Regions from separate parts of the Zea mays genome. Here region 1 is linked to region 2. A link is a contact called in public Hi-C data. All regions are on one chromosome and are shown on one strand. The core of a region is the stretch at or near the end of the contact, and the rest is flanking DNA. Distances in the headings are between cores, read along the strand shown.

Evidence for each region. A called contact is a pair of places that touch in the nucleus more often than the background predicts.
Region 1: a contact with region 2 is called in a Hi-C map of leaf, with 4 times the contacts expected there. The contact joins the promoter of LOC100283370 here to the enhancer-like site in region 2. A contact is called at or near these places in 6 of 25 Hi-C or Micro-C datasets (bundle sheath, ear, leaf and 1 more).

Annotation. Positions count from the first base shown.
Region 1 is chr2:111,787,640-111,793,707 of Zm-B73-REFERENCE-NAM-5.0, forward strand. LOC100283370 reads left to right here and starts at 4,074. Exons shown (of 2, transcript NM_001156271.3): 1 at 4,074-4,212; 2 at 4,375-5,354. The coding sequence starts at 4,104. The coding sequence ends at 5,111. LOC541711 (pullulanase-type starch debranching enzyme 1) reads right to left here. Exons shown (of 27, transcript NM_001111450.2): 27 at 5,247-5,663. The coding sequence ends at 5,556. It also overlaps LOC103648855.
Region 2 is chr2:111,565,887-111,572,184 of Zm-B73-REFERENCE-NAM-5.0, forward strand. No RefSeq gene overlaps it. Among protein-coding and RNA genes, the nearest start is that of LOC103646839, 28 kb to the left of the region's middle. Within about 2 kb of position 3,950, at least 3 of the 20 cell types and tissues checked have an H3K27ac peak or open chromatin away from gene starts, as enhancers often do. A contact at or near this core is called in leaf, where this site is marked.

The DNA.
Region 1 (6,068 bases), core at 2,824-5,323, 220 kb after region 2:
CGTATTGTGCCAATATTAGATGTGGGAACTTAAGTAGTGCAAGTACTGGGAAGCGCAACATTGACGAGACCTCTTCCAGCCATGTTCGGCAGAAGAGCTCGAAAGTTCATGTGGCTCAGTCATTACAAAATGGCATGACCCACGAGGATGCAATGCAATTTCTTAAAGACCATGACATCTTAGGTGGTACTTTAAAATTTTGTATAGCCAATAAGTTACTTAAAGACTATCAAAATCTGAGTACGTTCTCCCGTCTGGAATCCCTTGAGGAAAGGATCAGTTTCCTGGAAGGAACCTGGAAATTAGAATCTGATGGGTCAGTTTCCTGGCAGTAACCTGGAAATTAGAATCTGATCCCTCTTCCTTAAAGGTAAGCCAGTTTGTTTAGGTCTTCTGTAGTCATGTCAGTTATTTATCTTGTTCTTGTGTTTTTTTGCTAGTCTAGTCTGACCTTGATATCTAAGGGGCCAGCTAAAAGCAAATACATGTCATGGAGACTGCATTCAGCCTTGGTTTCTTTCTGTCTACCTTTTGAAAGTAATGATGACTGTATATTGCTTTCTGAACAACCTGTTATTGCTTTCTGAAAGGTTTACCCTAGAGCGATGTGGTTTCTCAAACAAGCTACTTGGCATTTATTTTCTTTGTGGCAATGTTCTATGGATGTAACTATGAACTACGTACTAGTATGCTGCCCGATGCAGTGATGTTCTCTTCTGGAGAGGGATGCGGATGCCATTCAGCAAGCAATGCCAAGGAAGATTAGTGCATGGAAAGTGTATGGAATTGTTCATGCTTCATTGTTGTTGTTTTGGCCTTGCTGTTTGGCCTGGTGTTGAGTTTGGCTGGCCCCGTTTGAAATGGCCTTAGAACCAGTGATGTTTAGCTGATGATACCTAGATATTCTGCTTTTGGTATGTTGAAATATTGTGACTTGTGATTTCTAAACTCCAGCTGAATACTGCTATTCCAAGTCATACAATGCACGTGTGAACGTAGTGCATTTCACTTTGCCTTTTTTCTTTTTTCTTCATAAAATGCTTTGTAATAATGCTCTGTGGAGGAATTCTTTTCTATTCTTACTTTGGGTAATTGAACTAGACTAAACTCAGTTAGGTCTAGGGTCTCGGACATCCAGTAGAAGCATAAGCCCTTGAAATTGTTGACATAAATAATGAGACGGAAAATGGAGATAAAATAATCACAACCACGGGGTATTACAACAACAAAGAACAAGACATGGTTCTACATATTTGTAATGCGGGGAGGGGGCGAGCAGTGGGGTCCGATAGGGGGTCACAGCAGGCGGGGCGAGAAGCGGCCCGAGTGGATGGTCCAGGAGCTATTAGTATAGGTATTAGTATAGGCCCCAACCGAAGGTGTTGGGAGGGGAGGGTCCAAGCATCGGTCCAATAGGTGCTTGGTCGGGAGGGCCCAAGCACCAGTCGAATAGGTCCTTGGTCGGGAGTGTCCACGCACCAATCCAATAGGGGGTTGAACGTTAGGGTCTAGGCACCAGTGAAATAGGCGCTTGGTCGCGAGGGTCTAGGCACCACTCCAATAGGTGCTTGGAAGGGAGGGTCCAGGCACCAATCCAATAGGTGCTTGGTCGGGAGGGTCCAGACACCAATCCAATGGGTGCTTGGTCGTGAGGGTCCACGCACCAGTCGAGTAGGTGCTTGGTCCGAAGGGTCCAGGCACCAGTGCAATAGGTGCGTGGAGGTGATGGTCCAGGCACCTATTGGAGTGGTGCCTGGACCCTCCCCTCCAAGCACCTATTACAATGGTGCCTGGACCCTCCCGACCAAGTTAGTTAGAAGAATATTCTATTTTATGACGCCAAATATTCCTCGCTAGAAAATTGAATATTTACACCATGTGCCAACCGCCTACCTATTTTGCTCTGCTTGGTGCGAAAGCTTCGGTCTCCTCCTGTCCGTGTCCCCTTAGTCTTCTGCCATTCCCGCTATCGCGGAGCGCGCGGGGGTCATGCTTGTTGCCTCACCTACTCCAGAGGCGTCAAAGGTTTCCGTCTACTTCTCATCCAACTCTTCGATCACTTTCTTGATTTTTGCCACGGTGGCGGTGCTGGAGCTGAGGTCTAAGGTTTCGAACATGCGGTAGAAGCACCATATAAGCCTTTCCATAATGGAATTCCAAACTAGAAGATGGAATATTTACAGTTAGTTAGAAGAATAATCCATTTTCTGATGCCAAATATTCCTTACTAGAAAATTGAATATTTACACCGTCTGCCGCCCGCCTACCTATCTTGCCCTGTCGGGTCCGAAAGCTTCGCTCTCCTCCTGTCCGTGTCCCCTTAGTCTTCCGCCATTCCCGCTATCGCGGAGCGCGCGGGGGTCATGCTTGTTGCCTCATCTGCTTCAGAGGCATCAAAGGTGCGTTGCTACTCCTGGCAACTTTTGGTTTCTCATTTTCTCCATGGTTTCTTCCTAGAGCTTTTTCCCCAACCACTGATGGAGCAGCAGGTGATTCAGATTTATCGACAGCCGTTGGAAGAGCCGGACATGTTTTGGGCGCCGATTGAGCTCAGCATCGCGAGTGACAGCCACCACGGACTACAGGTACGTAACGAGGATCGCCTCCTCGATTACACTTATCCATTGGTCTTCAGTTGAATCTGGGCAAAAATGATGTATCGTGAGCGATGCCTACTGACGACACACCGATATGAAAAGTTGTATCATGACTGATAGGATTTGTTTGCCCTGTCCACAATATGTATCGTGAGCGATGCCTACTGTTCTCCGTGTGAATGGCTGTATCATGACTGATTGGGTTCGTCGGCCCTGTCCACAAGTTGTATCGTGAACGATGCCTATTGTTGTTGGCCTTGTCCACAAAATGTATTGTGAGTGATGCCTCGGACATCATCACCACCCTAAGCCACAAGACACCGACCCTAAAAAAGGTATGGGGTCTTAGACATCATGAGTCATGATACAACCATTCACATTGGTGTGTCGTCCCTGCTGAGGCATCGCTTACGATACATCATTTGAACAGGGCCATGAAATCCTATCAGTCATGATACAACTATTCATATCGGTGCGTGCTGAGGCATCGAAGGAAAATGATACAACTATTCATATCGGTCTGATAGAACCATGCGTGCTGAGGATACAACCTTACCGATAGAATTTTACGATCAAAACAAACACAAAGACAGGAAAATGGTCGGTGGGATCTGCCTGTGGTGGCCTCCGACGAAAGCGTAGACGTCGGAGAAGATGCAGAGGACGCCGGAGAAGAAGCAGAAGATGCAGAGGACACCGGAGAAGAAGCGTCGATGCTAGAAGGATTCTTATTTTGGAAACCACGAATTGATTTTTAAGTGCTTTTGTTGATGACATGTGCTTGAAAGTGTACTATTTTGGACTGCTATTATTTTGATAAACTATGCTATATGCACTTATCATATTTGAGACTACATTTAGTATATATTTTGTAATGTGGACACTACATGGTTTGTGGTTTGATACCAATGTGTCATGGATGTTGTAAATTATGATACTTAGTCACATTTCTATCTTATATATGTGCAATTATGATGTCAGATGTATTAGACATAAGTTACAGAGAAATTCTGTTATTTTTTTTAAAAAAATAAATTTATTTGAATTTGGTTTGAAATTTCCGAAATTTCTCCAATTTCGGTGGATGCCCATTTTTTTTTCTTTCCGAAACTGTGAACCCTGATTGCAACAGGCCAACAGCTAGCTAGCTAGAGCTAGGTAGCAATCAGCTGAGTGCTGCACGCGGCACGGCTAGCAATAGCAAGAACAAGAGAATGATGGATAGCTCACGCCAAGCGTGAGGGAACGACATAAATTCGCCGAAAAGGTTTAAACGTTTTCTTCATGTGCTGCCTCTGCCTGCCTGCCTTTTTCTCTCATCCACGCATCTTCCTTCTATTCTATCCGGGTGAAGGTCTATCTAAATATCTACTAAAGCTACAACCACCGTACATGCTGGGCCTAGCTAGCTTCTTGATTTTACTTGCTATAAATACACGTACAGACAGATACCAGCGTCGATCTGAGATCGACATCGATCCACCGAGGTTTCTTGTGCGTGCCGCCATGGCCATGGCAGTAGCTCACCTTCTTCCTCAGCTCTCCGCCGAAGGCAATGGAGCTAGCAGGAACAGAATGGCCATTCTCTTGATTCTTCAGCTTTTTCTCTTGACGGGTGCGGTGGCATTCTTTTTCATTCCCACGTTGTTTGTGTGTTTCTCTGTTTGGTGCTATTTTTTTAATCTTAAACTGGTTCAGCGTCTCTGCTGAGAAATCTGATTAATTCATCATCGGTTCTGGACTTGTGGTCTGTGTGGCAAATTGGATACACATCAAGTTCTTTGTTCCATAACTGATTCAGCGCTAGGCGTGGATGGAGCGGCGTCGTTCATCTTCACCAACGCCTGCAAGCACGCGGTGTGGGTGGGCGCGCTCCACGGCGCCAGCTCGCCGCCGCTCGCGCGGTCGGGCTTCTACCTGGCGCCGTCCGCCACGTCCAGCATGGACGCGCCGTCGTCGGGGACATGGTCCGGCACGTTGTGGGCGCGCACGGGCTGCGTGGCCGACCCCGCCACCGGGCGCTTCTCCTGCGCCACGGCCGACTGCGGCACGGGCGACGTCGCGTGCCAGGGCCGCGGGCCGGCGCCTCCGGTCTCGCTCGTCGAGGTCACGCTCGCCGCGCCGGGCAGCGGCAGGCCGGACTTCTACGACGTCAGCCTCGTCGACGGCTTCAACGTGCCGGTGCGCGTGGCGCCCTCGGGCGGCGGCGGCGACTGCCGCCCCGCGGCTTGCGCGGGCGACGTAAACGCCGTGTGCCCCGGGGACCTCCGCGTCGTCGCATCGTCCGGCGGCGGCGTCGTAGCGTGCAAGAGCGCGTGCATCGCCTACGGCAGCGCGCGCTACTGCTGCACCGGGCAGTACGGCACGCCGGCGATGTGCGGCCCGACCAACTACTCGCAGGTGTTCAAGAGCGCATGCCCGTCGGCCTACAGCTACGCCTACGACGACGCCACCAGCACCTTCACCTGCTCCGGACCTTCCAGCTATGACGTCACCTTCTGCCCTGCGAACTAATGAACGCCCTGATATCATATAGTAGCTAGGGAATTACGATATTACATCTAGACTAGGTATTTCTTCAAAAAAAATTATAGAGAGATCAAGTAGAAGCAATATGTTGATGTTGTCATCCACGACACAACACACAAATGCATAAAATTAATTTATATTATTATTCCATACATATGCTAATCACAATTCACACATGGAAACTGGAAAATAGGGTGGTTCACCTCTATAAAGAAATGTTCCAATGCTTTTGTACCTCTATAACATCATTTATTTATTTATTTATTTATTTTTCAACGCATACATATGGCAAAGCGTGCCTTGGCAACTTGGGCAACGTCTTATTCAATCTATTTATATACTTCGTTTTATTCGATGGCCTTCTCTTATTTCATTCGTTTGCTTCGACTTGGATGCCGAATGCACTTGCTCGCTAGCGAAAGGCATCCATCAGCACCTGGGTTCCACGAACACTGCTGCTGTCCTTTTCGGCACGGTGAATCGACCTGTGGCGGTGTCGTACGCAGACTGCCTGGCTAACGCATCCGATGAATTCACCTGAAATTTTTCACAAGAGCCATTAGATATTGACATTATTACCTCAAAGAGTCAAAAGTTTTACTGATTCAGTTCCATTTTTCTCACTTCACGCATCAATTTGGATAAATGATAAGATAGTATATAAAATAATAAACTGATACTCCAAAGTACAAATTTACATTTCTCCTTGCAAATCGGACACAATTTGCAGACCGAACACTCGAGGGTTTTCACAGTTTTACATAGACAACAGAGAAGCCAAGTGTAAGACTGTCTCTAGCAACGTCCTCTATATACATCATCTATATCCGTCCTTTACAGTCTTCTCTAAAAGATTTCATCTCCTATATCTACTTTCTCTCCAACAACGTCCTCTAAATCACGTCCTCTATACGTAAATACCTATATTAAAGACATTTTTAA
Region 2 (6,298 bases), core at 2,700-5,199:
ATATTAAGGACGGAGTTGAAGCAGGAAACACTACATGTTTTAGAATCAATGAAAATGGTGTCCTTTGGTTCAAACACCGTTTGGTAGTTCCAAAGGTACCTAAAATACGTCAACAAATATTGGATGAAGCTCATTTATCTCGGTATTCCATTCACCCTGGAAGCAATAAAATGTATCAAGATCTGAAGCAAAGGTTTTGGTGGACCAAGATGAAGGTAGAGATTGCTCGGTATGTAGCTAAATGTGACATTTGTCAACGTGTGAAAGCTATCCATTTGAAATCTGCCGAGCCATTACAACCTTTGCCCATTCTAGCCTAGAAATGGGAAGATATCAGCATGGACTTCATTATTGGTTTACCCAAAACATGAAAAGGGTATGATTCTATCTGGGTGATTGTGGATCGTCTTATCAAGTTAGCTCATTTCCTACCAGTGAACAAGAGCAATTCAATCCTTGCATATGCTAAGCTATATATTGCTCGTATTCTAAGTCTGCATGGTGTACCCAAGACCATCGTGTCGGATCGGGGTCCGCAACTTGTTGCCAAGTTTTAGGCAGAGTTGCACAAATCTTTGGGTACCAAGCTAATTCATAGTTCAACTTATCATCTGCAACCAGTGGTCAAACTAAGAGGGTGAATCAGATCCTTGAAGATATGTTAAGAGCTTGTGTTCTCGCTTACTCAGATAAGTGGGATGAATGCTTGTATTTGGCTGAGTTCTCGTATAATAATAGTTATCAAGAAAGTATAAAGATGGCACCTTTTGAAGCGTTATATGGTCGAAGGTGTAGAACTCTGAATTGGTCCGAACCAGGTGAAAGGTGTTTCTTTGGGTCAGATTTGGTAAAAGAAGCAGAAGAAAAGGTCAAGCTAATTTAGCATCACTTGAAGATAGCCCAACATTGCCAAAAGAGTTATGATGATAAGAGACGTCGATCTTTGATTTTCCATGTTGGTGATCATGTATATTTAAAAGTGTCACCAATGAAGGGCATGGCTCGATTTGGTCTTAAAGGAAAACTTGCACCTCGCTATGTTGGTCCATTTCTAGTTCTTGAACGGTGTGGACCAATGGCTTATAAGGTGAAATTGCCAGAGAATCTTTCAGCAGTGCATAACATGTTTCATGTATCTCAGTTGAAGTAATATCTTCGAGTCCCTGAGCAAGTAGTTGAGGTTTCAGATGTTAACCTTGAACCTGATCTAACTTGCTCTAAACATCCTATTTGGGTTCTGGATCAAAAATATCAGGTCACACAAACAAAAATTATCAAGTTCTACAAAATACAATGGAACCAACATTCAGAAGATGAAGCTACATGGGAATCAGAAGACTATCTAATGGAGCATTTTCCTCAGTTTTTAGATTCCTATAAATCTTAGGACTTGTGTATTTTGTCTTTGATGTAAATCAACAGGGTACACCGCTGCCTTGTAAGAACAAATGTGGAATAAGATCATGACACGTTTCCTTTTCCATTACTTAGCCTAGTGTTTTAATCTCGAGACGAGATTCCTTTTTAGGGGGGAAGGATGTAACACCCCTGGTGTTACAAGAACTAAAACCTTGGCATCTCATCATATGCATCAACATCATCTTATTTGATACACCTAGAGTGCATTACTAGGCCCAAAATTTCAAAACAAATGTAGTGTGTTGTGTTGTGTTGTTGTGAGTCAGAGAAGTTCAAAAACCCCGTTTGCAATCAAGTATAAGCAGCCAACTTCTAAACTAGTGGCACTATGGACATGAGCTCTATATACCAAAGTTGGATCTTAGATTAAAGAGTAGCTTTACTTTTAAGTGATGGATTAAAGTTGAAAGGTTGTTGGAGAAAAGCATTCCCAATTGAAATCCTAAACTAGCCCCAAAATTGGAATTTAAAATCTAGTGAGAATTTGCTAAAAGTCCATATACCAAAGTTATAGATCTTGGAAAAGTGAACAACTTTCTTAGTTGGAGATTTCCAAGTTGTGTGGAAAAGTATGGAGTAATTTGCAAAAGTTCAGAATTGGGGCAATTTGGATTTAGCACAAAATAGTTTTGTTTAGCTGACTTTGGACTTATGTATCTTGTGATCCATGAGTCTTTAGTAAAACGTTGCTATAACAAACTTGTAGAGGTATTATAGGAGAACAACCTTTACTAAATGTGGTAGCCCTAAAACCATATGCAACTAGGAAAAAAGTGGTCCAATGTGGGCTGACAGGTTTGGATTTCAGACTGGCTGATTGAAAACTGAATTTCAGTAAAAAGTGCTAAGTTTGAAGCTCCTTGGTGATCAATCCATGTGCCTTTACACTGTAGTTATTGTAGCAAACTTGGATACTAATTCTAGGGGAGTAAATCTTAGTAAGGGTCATGCCCCTAAAGCTAATTGGAACTGGGAGGAATTGGTGCCCAAAACACGCTGTCAGACTTTGATTTCAGACTTGATTCAGTTACCTAAAACTGAATTTCATGAGTTTTACTCAACTTTGGAGCTTTCTTGTGGCTAATCCATGGAGTTATGAACTATGGTTTCTATAGGAAAATCATACAAAAGTGAACAAGTTTTCTTAAATAAGTTTGATTTGGTGCTGCACTAAATTTGGAGTAAATTGCGCTCAAACTCTCTCTGTTAGGTGTGGGTTCAGCTTTTGGTTTAGTTAGCTGAATCTGAATATCAGTATTTTCACCTTACTTTGAAGCACTATAACTCTTGATCCATGATTATTTGACCTAGGGTTGCTGCAGAAAGTTTGTAGAGGTATGTTTTGTGAGCAAATTTTGTTACCTAAGGTCAGCCTATTATTATTGAAAATTGGGAGAAAATTTGCTCCAAATTGATCCTGTCAGGTTCATGTGTTCAGGTAGCCGAAGTAGAAAATTCAGTGTATTGGAAGGAACTTTGGGGCATTGTAACTTTTGACCTGGGTGCTTTTAGCTCTGAGATTCCATAGCAAGGTGGTAGAGGTTTGTTTTGTGATCATAATTGGTTAGGCTTGGTCGACCTGGTTCAGGTGGGCAGTAGAATGTTGGACTCGATAAACTTCAGTGTGGATTTTTAACTATAAGCCAGATCTTTATGCACAGTTGATGGCGGTTAGTTTTGGCCTGTGGTGTTGTGGATATGTGAGGGTGTCTGTGGGGATGTAAGGATAGACCTTGAGTTCCAAATATCTAAGCCTAAGGAAGTTTATAACTTATCAGACAGTTGCTGTCCTGCTATAATATGAGTCCTGCATAGTGAGATGGACAGACACTGCGTGTCCTGTTTCATGCAACTCCTAACCCTCGGTGTGTGCATAGTGAGATGGACAGACACTGCTTGTCACCGTTCTTATTTCTGTTACCGTGGCCACCAGTGTAGTATTGTTCTTCCTGTCTTCTCATGCCCCTGATCCTAAACCAGCGAGTCCTTTATCCCTCTCTATCTTCGTGCTCGTAAGAGCTTTGCTGTGCTGTTCTCCCTGCCTGAACTCGCCCCGCATCGTCGACGGACATTTAGATTGACGAACATTTAGGTCTTACGAACATGTTCTTCGTGCTCGTAATTTCTTTCTTATATTTTTGTCGTTGTCGTCGCTGTTCCCCATCCTGGTGACCACGCCGACCAATGTTCCCACCCCGCCGTGACCAAGGCTTTCCAAGGTGATGCTTGTTTGTTATGTTCATGTTCCCTCACCCCCTTATGACAATCAAGTTCATGAAGCTTTTCGTTTGAACGCCGCCGGATCGTTGGCGAACCCTGTCCGTGGCCACCTCACCTCGCCGTCGCGTTCCAGGTCCAAATCGGTAGCGAGTAGGTTCAAGTCCCGATTTGCTTCGCGGTGAGCTCCATGCGCTCTCCATATGTTTTGCTAGTGCAGCGGGTTAGTGGTGGAGCCGTGTCGGCGTCGAAGTAGACGCAGCGCCGCCGCCGGCGTACGCGGGGAAAGCAGCGCGAACGCACACGAGTTCTGGAACCTGGGTTGTCAGCGCAGCTTTTGTTCCTGGTAATTGGGCTGGCTGGGCGAATTTTGGCCCAGTCTATTATGAAATTTCTTTATTAATTAACTGATAACTTGTAAACTAGGTTAAAAATTGTAGAAAAATTGGAAAAATGTGAAACAAATTTGTGGGGTTCATTAAATGGTGTAGTTTCTGTTACAATTAATTTTGGAATTTTTACAACAAATAGTAAATTTTGGCTAACTAAAAGATGCTCTTAAAAGGATTAAATGAATTTTAGTAGTAAAACTAAATCTCCAAAAATTATGAAAATTGGTGGGGGAAACTATTTAACACAACATTAGCCCTTGGTAAAAATTTGAACCAGTTTGGGATTGGTTTGCCCAAAAAACCTTGAAATAGCTAAATAGCAATATTTAAATTCACAAATCTAGTGTTAATATATGTTTAAAAGGAGTTTGAATCTATAAATTGTTGGGTAACAACCTTGGTAGACTTAAGTTTGTTTAGTTCTCTGGTTTTTTCTAAGTAACTTCAGTTTGGTCCTTCGCATGTAGTGTTAGACTATATAAGAATGTGGGTATACTTGTCATATGCTTGGTTTTGTTGTGTTTATGTGCTCCACCTCTCCCTTGTGAGAGTTTGCATGGAGTACCATTATATAAACATTCATGTATTTGTAATTGACTTGTAGAACATGTAGAAGAAGTGGTGTTTGAAGATGGAGCTTACTATCTAGTGGTGCCATTCCCTATAACTAATTATCATAATAGCAGGATTTTAGGATCTTCCCCTGCAATAAGGCAAGCCCCCGTTGCATTTGCCACCTTCCTTGTATTTATAAAAAATTATCACTTATATGCTGCATTAGGTGATAGGAGTTGATTGATTAAACACTTGGTACATTACCATCCTTGAAAGGTTGATTGCCATACCTTATTACCTGTTTATAAAAACTAGTGATGCTTAGTCATGCTGATAGAATAAGAAAAATGTTTTTGATCTATGACTCATATTTTTACAAATAAAATGAGCTTGGATAATGAAGGCATCAAATCGCGATGATGAATTCATTATTGAAGCATGGCCCCTCTATTAGGCGCCAAAGTTTTGAAATAGTTTAAAACGACACCACACATTGAGCTGGAGAGGTCGCCCGTCTGTGTCGATTAAGGACCGTACCGATTGTATGCCTATTGATCGAGAACTTTTTAGCTGGCCACATACCTCGTCATGGGTAAGCCTGAACCCGACTACTCCATATGTGAAAAGATAATCGCGCACTGGGAGTGGAGAGATGGCAGGAGTGGCGTGTACCCTCCTGGCACGTGGCTGGATGGTGGAGTACCGTACTCTTAGGTGGCGCGGACCGGTTCACATAGTGGATGACCCATGGGAAGGGTAGACATATGCAAGGGTTAAGTGCTATATATGTCGTGTGGTTGGAGATCCCAAGCTAGGTATTAATCGATTCTAATCGCCGTTATTTGTTGGTCTTGAAGACTGCTCTACATCGTAGATAACAAGTATAACAAAGTTTTGGTTAAAAGAAATCTTGTGTAGGCCATGTGAATGATCTAGATTAGGAAACTCTAGAGACAGGTTAGAAGATTCAGGTAATGACCTAACTTGTGAAATAAAACTTGGCTTAAGGATCCATTATTAGTAAGATTTTATGCAAAAGGGAGTCCTTGATAATTGATGAACTTTTCCCTTGATTCCCAAAAGCTAGCATGCCCTTGAGAGTCTTTTCCTTAGTCGGGTAAGTCTTGCTGAGTAATTGCCTACTCAGGATTTTATTCCCTATGTTGTTGTAGGAAAGACTTTTGATGCCTTTGGCTTTATTAGTAGCTTCTTGTGGAGGCCTTGAAGCTTAGATTACTTATGTGTATCTCTTTTGGAAAGGCTTCACCTTCCCAAGTACTATAGTTAAGTTATACACTTTGAAGACTATCAGGACTTGCAATAATTTCAATCCCTTTTATGTTGTAAAACTTGAGTTCTGCAATGTAAGGTGTATTTTATAAAAGTCTTCCGCTCTATCTCCAATGTGTGTGTATCAAATGTGATTACTGTAATATGCCTGTTATGTGGGAGGTCCTTAGGATGATGAGTTCAAGTTTATGAACTCGATAGCCTTGTTAAGTTACCTAGTACACATGCATTGATATCTGAGGCCATTAAGGCAAGGATTAGTGCATGTGGCTCTGATAACTTGGGAGAGCTGTCACATCTATGGTAAGGTTTGCAAAAAGAGAAGACAAATCATCATTCTTTTCACTAGGGCTACCCTCATCATCGAAAGTAGTATATTTGGGGTGTCTCTAGAGTATACCTTCTTCTTTTTGCCCTCTTTGGCC